Linked DNA regions of Mus musculus: region 2 is linked to region 1. The links are chromatin contacts, called in public promoter capture Hi-C maps. All regions are on one chromosome and are shown on one strand. The core of a region is the stretch at or near the end of the contact, and the rest is flanking DNA. Distances in the headings are between cores, read along the strand shown. Region 1 has its middle 29 kb from the start of Oscar. Region 2 holds the start of D630041G03Rik (RIKEN cDNA D630041G03 gene).

Region 1 (4,429 bases), core at 1,273-3,772:
ACAGTCAGTGCTCTTAACCGCTGAGTCATTTCTCCAGCCCTACAAGAAATGTTTTGTTTTTTTGTTGTTTTGTTTTTCGAGACAGGGTTTCTCTGTGTAGCCCTGGCTGTCCTGGAACTCACTCTGTAGACCAGGCTGGCCTCAAACTCAGAAATATGCTTGCCTCTGCCTTCCAAGTGTTGGGATTAAATGCGTGCACCACCACCTATTTTTGTTTTTTTTTTTTTAAATGACTTTTGTTTGTTTGTTTTTGGTTTTTGAGACAGGGTTTCTCTGTATAGTCATGGTTGTCCTGGAACTCATTTTGTAGACCAGGCTGGCCTCGAACTCAGAAATCCACCTGCCTCTGCCTCCCAAGTGCTAGAATTAAAGGCGAGCGCCACTGAAGGAAAATGAGATTTTGTAACTTGTGATTCATGTAAAAGAGTTGTCTATGAGCCCGCGGCCTGGGGCTGAGAACAAAGCAGGACAAACAGGGCTATCTTGTCTGGGTCAACACCACCTGGCCGGAACCTCCTCTCTGTCTATTGCCCCTTGGCGCCGGGTAAAGTCATACATCAACTGGTTGCTATGTGAACAAGATAAGCCCCCAGCCCACAGGAACAAAGTCCTGATGCCCTTTCTGTTAATGTTTGAATAAGCCAATAATGTGTCTAGTGTGTTGCTATGCTGAATTCCACACCCCTAAGCCCCTTACCCCATAAAAACCCCTAGCTTTCGAGCCTCATGGCCGACATCCATTATCTCCTGTGTGGGATACATGTTGGTCCGGAGCTCCGTCATTAAATGACCTCATGTAATTACATCAAGGCGTTCTGTTCTGTTCGTGATTCTTGGGTGCACGCCGGATCGGGAATTGAGTGGGGGTTTCCCCACTAGGTTCTATCACCACCATGCCAGGCTACAAGAAATGTTAAGAAGCAATGTAGACACTTTTGGAGACAGAGGCAAATGCATTTCTGAGTTCAAGGCTAGCCTGGTCTACAGATCGAGTTCCAGGACAGCCAGGGCTACACAGAGAAACCCTGTCTCAAAACTCTTAAAAAATAAAAAAAGACATTTTTTTTTTCTTATTACTGCATCAAGGAGAAAGACTGTTTTTCTGAGTCACAGAGCTAATTTAAGGAATTGATTTGATAAGGTGTTGAGTTGAGAACATTCCCAAGAATATCAATCTTGTTTTTCTGGTACAATATGGAGAATAGCATGAATATTCATGGCATTACTAAATCACTTCTTTCTCAGTTGATTAAATCTATACACAGATATGTTGAATATAAGGGTCTTGTGAGTGTCTCAGGACTTTAAAGATTACTGCCTCATCTTATGAAAATGACTTTCAAAGAAACACCTGTAGTTATAATTGTTTTTACTCTCTGATAATTCTTTGCTTTGCTAATTTTTTTTTCTGTATCCTAAAGAAGTAAGATGAATCAGCTCCATCAAGACAAAGGCCCTGAGGGGCATTTTTCTCTTCTTCCTGATACAAGCTGGGTGAAAAGCAATTAAAAACTATGAGTCACTTGATTTCTTATTTTAACAAGAAGCCTGGGGATTGTTTTCTTTTGAATTAGCATATCTGCGCTGGTGACATAACTTGGTTGGTAGAATACTTGCATTGCATACATTGAGGCCCTGGGTTTGATCCACAACAACCTTGCCCTAAATCAGCATATCTCTTCAGAGAAACTTGTCCATTATGTTACAACTAATTCTAGATTTATTTATTTATACTATGTATGTACGTTCTGCCTGCAGAACTTATATGTATACCATGTCCATGTCTAGAGCCAGAAGAGGTCAGAAGGCATTGGATATCCTGGAAATGGAGCCATCCTGTGGGTGCTGGGTGAGGGCATATTGGGAAGCTGCTCTTGGGTAGGTTCACTGGTCCCAAGGAACAAGGCCAGGGAAGTTGATGTGGGGAGGGAGTCAGAAGGGAGGAGGAAGAGAAAGATTATACTCATGCAGGGAGAGAGAAAAGCAGAGAGAGACCAAAATGTCTGGATTATATAGGAAAGAGCTTCTAGGGAGGGGGGAGCGCAGCTCCTGGGGTGGAAAGTTCAGGGCACAGGGCGGGGTGTGCCAGCCATGCCCTGTAACAGGTAGGGCCTAAGAGATGCTGGGAGAAGCTGGAGGCAGGTCTGCTTTGGTATATAAAATATGCACTCCAACCATCATTTGTCTGGGTCTGAATCCCAACACTGGTAACTGAACTTCCATCCTTTGCAAGAACAAGTGCTTTTAAGTGCTGAGCCATCTCTCCAGCCTACAGCTAAGCTTTTTTTTTTTTTAAAGACAGGAATTCTGTCTTAGTTACGTTTTGAGTGTTGTGACAAGACACTATGACTAAGGCAGTTTATAGAAGAAAGTATTTAATTTGGGGCTCACAGTACATGATCATCATCAGTGTCATGTTCAAAGGAAACTCTATTTCCCCAAATTCTGTCAGGTAAAAGCCTGCATTCCCCCCAGGAACTTGTAAAACCAGTTCCCTTCTACCCAAAGGAGCCAATTCTCCTCTCGCTTGCAGAAGGTACAAAAGGCTGTCTGTGGTGTCCATTAGCATAACAAAGTGCATGCTGGCCTCCATGATCCGTCAGAAAAACCTGCTAAACTTTTCAGAGTTCATCCGAACTCTCCTCAGCTCTTCTGCCCTGACTTCCTAAACTTCCAGCTCGGGAGTTTCCTTCCCACCAGCTACTCACGGCTACCTCTAAGTATGCTGCTATCTCAGCTCTGCACTCTCTCTCTTCCCCACGTTGTCTTCACTCAGCCCTTTCCCAGCTCTCCCCTCTGTTCTTCTCTCACACCCAGAGCTAGTCTTCTGGCTGTGTTCCGTCAACTACCTCCCCTCTCTGCTCTGGACTCTTCCAGAGGACTCTGGCTGTTTGTCCCCTTATCTCTACAATAAGAACTTTCCCTTTAGAGATACCATAGATAGGTCATATCCTAGGTTTATACACGTGGTGTTAGCAACCAGGCATCTTCAGCCTGCCCCGGGAACCTAGCGACAGTAGGATAAGTTATCACTAAGTGCCAAGATGTGACATATTTCTACTGTCACCATGAGTTGCAGATCCTTCCTGTGCATATGCTACATCCCCTTATGATAATCCAATGCCTCCTCTCCTCGATCTCTTCTTCCCTCCACCCTCACCCAGGTGCAGCCTCTCTATACTCCCCCTATAATAAACCTCCCACGTGAGATCTGCTGTGCAGTATGACTTTGTGATGTACAAATGGCAACTGGCAGGCAGATATGGCCCTGGAGCAGTGGCTGATCAGAGCTTACACATGATCCACAAACTTGAGGGAGAGAGAGGGGAGGGAGGGAAAAGGGGAGGGGAGGGAGAAGAGAGGGAGAGGGGGAGGGGAAATGTCAAACCTCCAGTCCCGGTCTCCCCACACACACACACACCTTGTTGCAGGATAATTCATCACACTGTGAATCCTGAGATTGTGTTATGGTGTGGCTCATCCCTTAGCATACACCTTTAATCCCTGTGGCTGGAATATAGACACACCCTTAGTATACACCTTTAATCTCAAACAATGAAGGTAAAGTTAGCTTGTAGAAGGAAGCATCCATGTTTGAAAGTGATGTCCAACTGAGTGGCAGACAAAGTGACAAATCAGAGAAAGATGTGACAGACTAGGATGCGCCCAACTTTCATGGGAAGTGAGAGGAAAGGGAAACTACTAGAGAGAGCAGGGCAGAGAAAGAGGCAGTTTTTTTGTTTGTTTGTTTTTTTGTTTTCTGAGACAGGGTTTCTCTGTGTAGCCCTGGCTGTCCTGGAACTCACTCTGTAGACCAGGCTGGCCTCGAACTCAGAAATCCGCCTGCCTCTGCCTCCCAAGTGCTGGGATTAAAGGCGTGCGCCACCAGGCCCAGCAAAAGAGGCAGTTTTAATGGGAAAGGTTTACAGAGACAGGTTGAAGAGTGTTGGCAACTCCTCTAGGCTCCACCCAACAGCTACCTAGCAACAGCTTGCATAGCAGCCTGCCAGGTGCATGCCAACTTGGCATATAAGAAAAACTCTCAGGTACTCCAGTTCTCTCTGTGTGTCTCTTCATTCATCTCCTAGCTTCCCTCCCTCTTCACCATGTGTCCCTGACCAGCCTCCTCTCTCTTTCTCTCTCTCTCTCTTCCATACTTCCGTACCCTCCTCCTGTCTCTGCCTCTACCCCTTTTCCAGGTCCCCTTTCCTTCCCTCAATAAATTTCCTTTTGTACAGGGCTGTTGCATGGTGGTGACTCCTCAGGGGAACACCTTGGTTGGACCTGCTGAAGTATTCCCTACCGCCACATTAAATCACTATTTTATGAAGCACAACAGAGAGATCAAAGTAGACCCAGGTAAAGACAGAAGGAGCCAGAAGATTGGAATACATTGCTAAAGTTAGTGTGAGGCCAAACAGAGCAAACC
Region 2 (4,850 bases), core at 871-3,370, 880 kb before region 1:
TGGAGCTTCTGGCTACTTTCTCAACACTTACATCAATCCATCTTGCCCTTTACCCGCTCCCAGTCTGAGCTCCGTGCTCTCCCTGAAAGCCTCCAAGGACAGACTCCTTTTCAACTTCCTGTATGTCCCACATTTTCCTTGTAGCTGAGTCCCACTTGCCTAACAACCCTCCTTGCCCCGTAGTCTGTCTCTAAATTCTCTAAGCCCCACCATTTGCTTCAATCCAACTATCTGATTAGATGTTAAACCTTTCCCTCACGCTAATTTCGAGCATGTTCTCCAGTTGAATCCTGGCATTTATCTTAAGTCTCGTCCCCTCCTCAAATTTAGCAGTGTCCTGCAGCCAAGTCAAACCTCTACACTCTAGTTTCCCCTCTCACCCTGGGCAGGTCCAGGAGTCTCCCAGCGAGGTCCATAGTTCATTTTCACCAGGAGTGACATTGTCGCGGAGCAGAGTCACAGCCTCCAACGTCAAATGCGGTCGTCGCACACTCTTCGCGAACTCAGGGCCGCCTGAAGTGTTCACAATCTACCAGGCCAACAGAAATGAGCATGCCAACAAGACCTTCTTGAAGTCGAATCTTAATCCTTCTAAAGCAGGGGAGCCCTGAGGGCTAAGATGAGCCTCACCATCTGCAGAGGTCCAAACAGAAAGTGCAACAGCTCTGGAGAGGAGGGGTTGGCGATGTTGCCTCGCAACCGGGCCTGGAACGAAAGGAGGTCATTTCTTATTAGTGCACGAATGATGGATGGGTCAAAGTGCCCTCACTCCATCGACGCCCAGCAATGGATGCATCCTCACCAGCAGACTGAAGGCGTATTTGATTTTCTGAAGCACGTCGGTGTACTCAGCCTCAGTGGGTGGCTTGGCCCTCAGTGTCAGCAGACCCTCTGTGCGGAGAGAGCAGGTGAGGTTGTGGGGACACCAAGAAAGCATTAGACAACAATTCCAAAGGTGTAAACACCCAAACGGGTGGCCTTAGGAAGTCAGACCTGGCTGGTGGTGGGAGACCCCAGGGGGAGAGGATATTTGGACATCACTCAGGAAGGTGTGTTCTCGGTCCATGTGGAAGCCCCTTACCTCCCGCAGCTCGGCGTCGTGTCCTGCGGCCTCTCTCGCGGTGCTCCAAAACCCGGGTAGCCTCTGCTGATTTTTGCAGTCTGGATACAAAACTCTCCACGTCGTCAAACACGTGGTTCAGAATATCCTACCATAAGCAAGAGAGGTAAGAGTGGTGCTCCTGAGTCTCAGACTCTGGTCTAGGTCCAGGGCTCCAATCTGAACTCCTGGACACACCCCCTACGTCAGGCCATGCCCATAACTGGAGCAGTGGGTGGTCTATATCAAAGACTCTAGCCATACTTCTAGAATTAACTCCCATCCCCGACCCAGCATCTTGTCAGCTAGTCACACCTAGACGTGCCACGTTCCTGAATCTCGTTCCCCACTCCAAGACTGACTTGATTGTCAAGGAAATCTTTTTCTCCTAGCTGGTGCCTCTCACTCAAGCTCACCACATCCCGCTCTGCCTGCAGACCCGCCAGCTCAGGTCCTCTTGGGCCCAAGTCTGGGGAGGTAGGGTCAGCACTGCTAGTCGTGCGAGCTTGGTCGGGTTTCCTTGCTTCCTCAGTCTCTGGAATTGACTCCACTTGGGGTCGCCCGCGGACTGCGGATGGTTCCACGGTGTTGATCACCAGGCGGACAGACGGGCGACGCTGTAAGGGCGGGGTCTCCGCTGCTGGAGAGGCGCCGCGTCGCAGCTCCTCCTGCGTCGCCCTGAGTTAAGAAAAAGGGGAGACCGAGGCTGGGGCAACCGATGGGATCAGGAAGGGGGGGGGGCGGTCAAACGAAGGCTGGGCATTTCATAATGAGAAACTGGATACGAAGATGGAGAAACCAAAGACCAAGACAGGCTAAAGTAGAAGACTGGAGCGGAGCGGTCACCTTGTCTGGGAGGTACAGGTAAGACCTGGCCAAGGCTAATTTGTGACCACATTCAACACTCTAGGCTGTTCGTACCAAGCTCATTTCTTAGCTGAGGAGAGTGAGGTCCATAGATGGGAGAATTTTTTTTTTCAGTGCGCTCTGCATCTGCTTCCCCCTTCTCCTCACCTGAGCGCTGCTGCCCTGCGTTCTCCACGTCCGGAGCGGTAGTTCTGCAGAGCCCCTTGGATGTCCTCACGGATCAGCTCCGCCTGTCAATCATACTTTAAGATCTCCCCTCTTACGCCCCACCCATTGCCTGCCCAGGACTCTTTCTTGTTCTCAGCGCTTTGCCTCCGACTGTCTTGGACAAACCCCATGGACCCCATCTTGGTTCTGCCTGCCTGCCTGCCTGCTTCCAACCATCTTTTTTATGTTTTTCTCAAAGCCTTTGTTCTGCATCTTCTTCCCATCGTCACATTCAGTCATGGTCTAGAGTTCATTCAACCTGTCCTCAATTCTGGTTCCCTCTCAGACCTGCTTTCCTAGGCTATGTCCCCGTTTGCCAAGGCCCCGCCCCAAACATGGAAGCCCCGCCTCTGATTCTCTACTAGAAAAAAAAGCCACCCGGAGCCACGCCCACTCACTCCGAGGAGCAGGCCCTGGAAGAAATGAACATCCGGCTGTGCACGCTCTGGCTCCTGGCACACCAGGAGCAGCAATGAACGGCTCCGTCCTCGGGGCATCACCGCGTCGCAGCGTACGATGGCATCGAGAGGATATGACTCTAGTTCTTCCTGCAGGACGGGGTCGCAGGGTAAACGGAGGCACAGATTCCTATGACTGCTAGAGCAGTGTCCAGGACTTGGGGCAAGGCAACCGAAAGAGTTCAGGGGCCTAGAAATAACACCCTGTTTAATAACCTAGGCTTCAAAGGATAGCTTGCCAAAGTTCCCAGGGGAAGGACGCTTCGGAGCCAAGATTCACCCTCAGATCTCAGCCCCATTTCTCTCTTCCACCCAATTGCTCTCTGGCACCTTGGAGACTGGATCAAGCAGAGTGACTTGACTAGGTGACACTCTCAGTAGCATCTCCTGTGCCCAGACACGCCCCTGGCTGTCCATGACTGCCAGCTTTCTGGAAGCATCTTCCACAGTGTGCACGCCATCTTCTTCCCCCAAGCAGAAGGTGACCAGGTGCTGGCAGGAGACAGAGTAGGTAGCTGAGTCCCAGGCTATGCCAAGCTGTTGCTGAGCTTCTAGAGGGAGCTCCTGTTCAGCCTAGCCATACTTCCCCAGAATGCTTTCCTCAGACCCTTTGAATCCAGACCTCAGTCTCCCTCCCTCAGACCCTTCAGCTCCTTCAGTGGCCAGCACTGATTAGATTTCCTTCCAATTAGGACATCTTCAAACCAAGATTGGAGGCTTCTCAAGGGCAACAAATAATAAGGATTGAACTCTTGTAAGTGCCTCCTCTGCTTTGCATTATGACATCCACACCCTCTCCTGGACCATGGAACCGTGGCCGATTTGGTCCTGCATCCTGCACTGGGGATGGCTCAGAGGAAGATCAGACAGAACTGAGTTCTCAGGCAACAGGGACGGATGTTCATGGGGAGAGAAGAGCTGAGTTTTCCTAGTCTCTTCCTTCTTTCTTTCCTTCTTTTTCCCTCCCTTCCTCCTGCCTCCCTCTCTCTCTTTCTTATTTATTCACTTTACATCCTGATGGCTGCCCCCGTCCCCAGTCCCTGTTTTCAAAAGGCCTATCACTTCAGGCTCACCTCTCCCCAGGAAACGTCTTAGAGAAACATAGACCCCAGACTCACATTGACATGATACTGGGACACGTCAGCCATAACCACGGTGGAGTAACGTTTTCTCTGTTCTAAGGAGGGGAGAGGGGGAAGTGCATGCAAGAGTCAGACTGCAGCCTGGTTCCTTAGACCCTGATGCTAGCTAGCCCTTCTCCCTCAGAAGGAGGAGTCTAGACTCCAGCTCTCCTCCCTCAGACCCAGGAGTCCAGACTGCAGCCATCCTCCCTCAGACCTAGGATCCCTGACCCCAGCTCTTCTCTCTCAGATCCAAGAGCCCAGATTCTGTCCCCTCCTCCTCCTCTCAAAACGACAGACTGTATTCTCTCTTCTCCCAAGAGCCTTGTTCTTGGTCGCCTTAACCCTCAAGCTTACCATAGATAGACTTTGCACTTGGTTTGGGTGCAGCTTCAGGCCTGGTGAAGAAGAAAATAAGGGGTTAGGAGGATGGTGGGGCTGGGGATAGACCCTGCAGGCATGCATCAGGGAGGGTAATGGAGAGCCGTGCAAGGTCTGAGCAGGTGAGAGCAGGACACACCAGAGTTAAAGAAGATGGTATGGTATAAGCTGGGTGTAGTGGTGCATGCCTTTAATTCCAGCAGTCAGGAGGCAGAGGTGTGAGTTCGAGGCCTGGTGTACAAAGAGAGTTCCAGGATAGCCAGGACTGTTACATAGAGCAACCCTGTCTCAAAAAATCAAGACATATGATGTGATAATGTGTGTGTGTGACCGCTACATCGCACAAACCTGGATTCAAATATTCTATTTCTGTCTGTCTGTCTGCCTGCCTCTCCCTCTCTCTCTCCCCCTCTCACCCTGAGATGGAGGACCCTTGTTCAGTTCTGGGTAACCAGGCCAGGCTGCTCACAACCAGCTGTGAAGCTCTAGCTGTTCTGAAATTCACTACAGTAGACCAGGCCTCAAACTCATAGATATCCTCCTGCCTCTGCCTACCAGCTGCTAGAATTAAGAGCATGTACCACTATGCCCAGCCCCTCCCTGCGCTCTCTTTTAGTAAAAATGCTTTTGCAATTTTGAGATAGAGTCTTGAAATCACTATGTAGCTTAGGATGGTCCTGAACTCCTGTCCTTACTGCCTCGACTGCCACTGTGCTG

What was found. Promoter capture Hi-C pulls out the DNA fragments that hold promoters and counts their contacts.
Region 2: a promoter capture Hi-C map of stem cell-derived epiblast-like cells shows a contact between it and region 1, with 8 times the contacts expected there. The contact joins the promoter of D630041G03Rik here to the enhancer-like site in region 1. A contact is called at or near these places in 12 of 39 promoter capture datasets (the 3T3-L1 cell line, the HPC-7 cell line, cranial neural crest and 7 more), 4 of 484 Hi-C or Micro-C datasets (the N1E-115 cell line, bone marrow-derived macrophages, cortical neurons and 1 more), 6 of 115 datasets of contacts at active chromatin or transcription factors (embryonic forebrain, embryonic stem cells, epiblast stem cells and 1 more) and 1 of 9 other capture datasets (liver).

What each region holds. Positions count from the first base shown.
Region 1 is chr7:3,584,549-3,588,977 of GRCm38.p6, reverse strand. No RefSeq gene overlaps it. Among named protein-coding and RNA genes, the nearest start is that of Oscar, 29 kb to the left of the region's middle. Within about 2 kb of position 2,522, at least 25 of the 459 cell types and tissues checked have an H3K27ac peak or open chromatin away from gene starts, as enhancers often do. A contact at or near this core is called in embryonic stem cells, epiblast stem cells, hippocampal neurons and 1 more, where this site is marked.
Region 2 is chr7:4,468,154-4,473,003 of GRCm38.p6, reverse strand. D630041G03Rik (RIKEN cDNA D630041G03 gene) reads left to right here and starts at 2,120. Exons shown (of 1, transcript NR_028416.1): 1 at 2,120-4,850. It overlaps Eps8l1 (EPS8-like 1), which reads right to left. Exons shown (of 20, transcript NM_001374622.1): 3 at 4,110-4,150; 4 at 3,750-3,808; 5 at 2,962-3,123; 6 at 2,572-2,721; 7 at 2,114-2,196; 8 at 1,516-1,777; 9 at 1,082-1,208; 10 at 803-891; 11 at 631-705; 12 at 381-529. It also overlaps a transcript of Rdh13 not described here.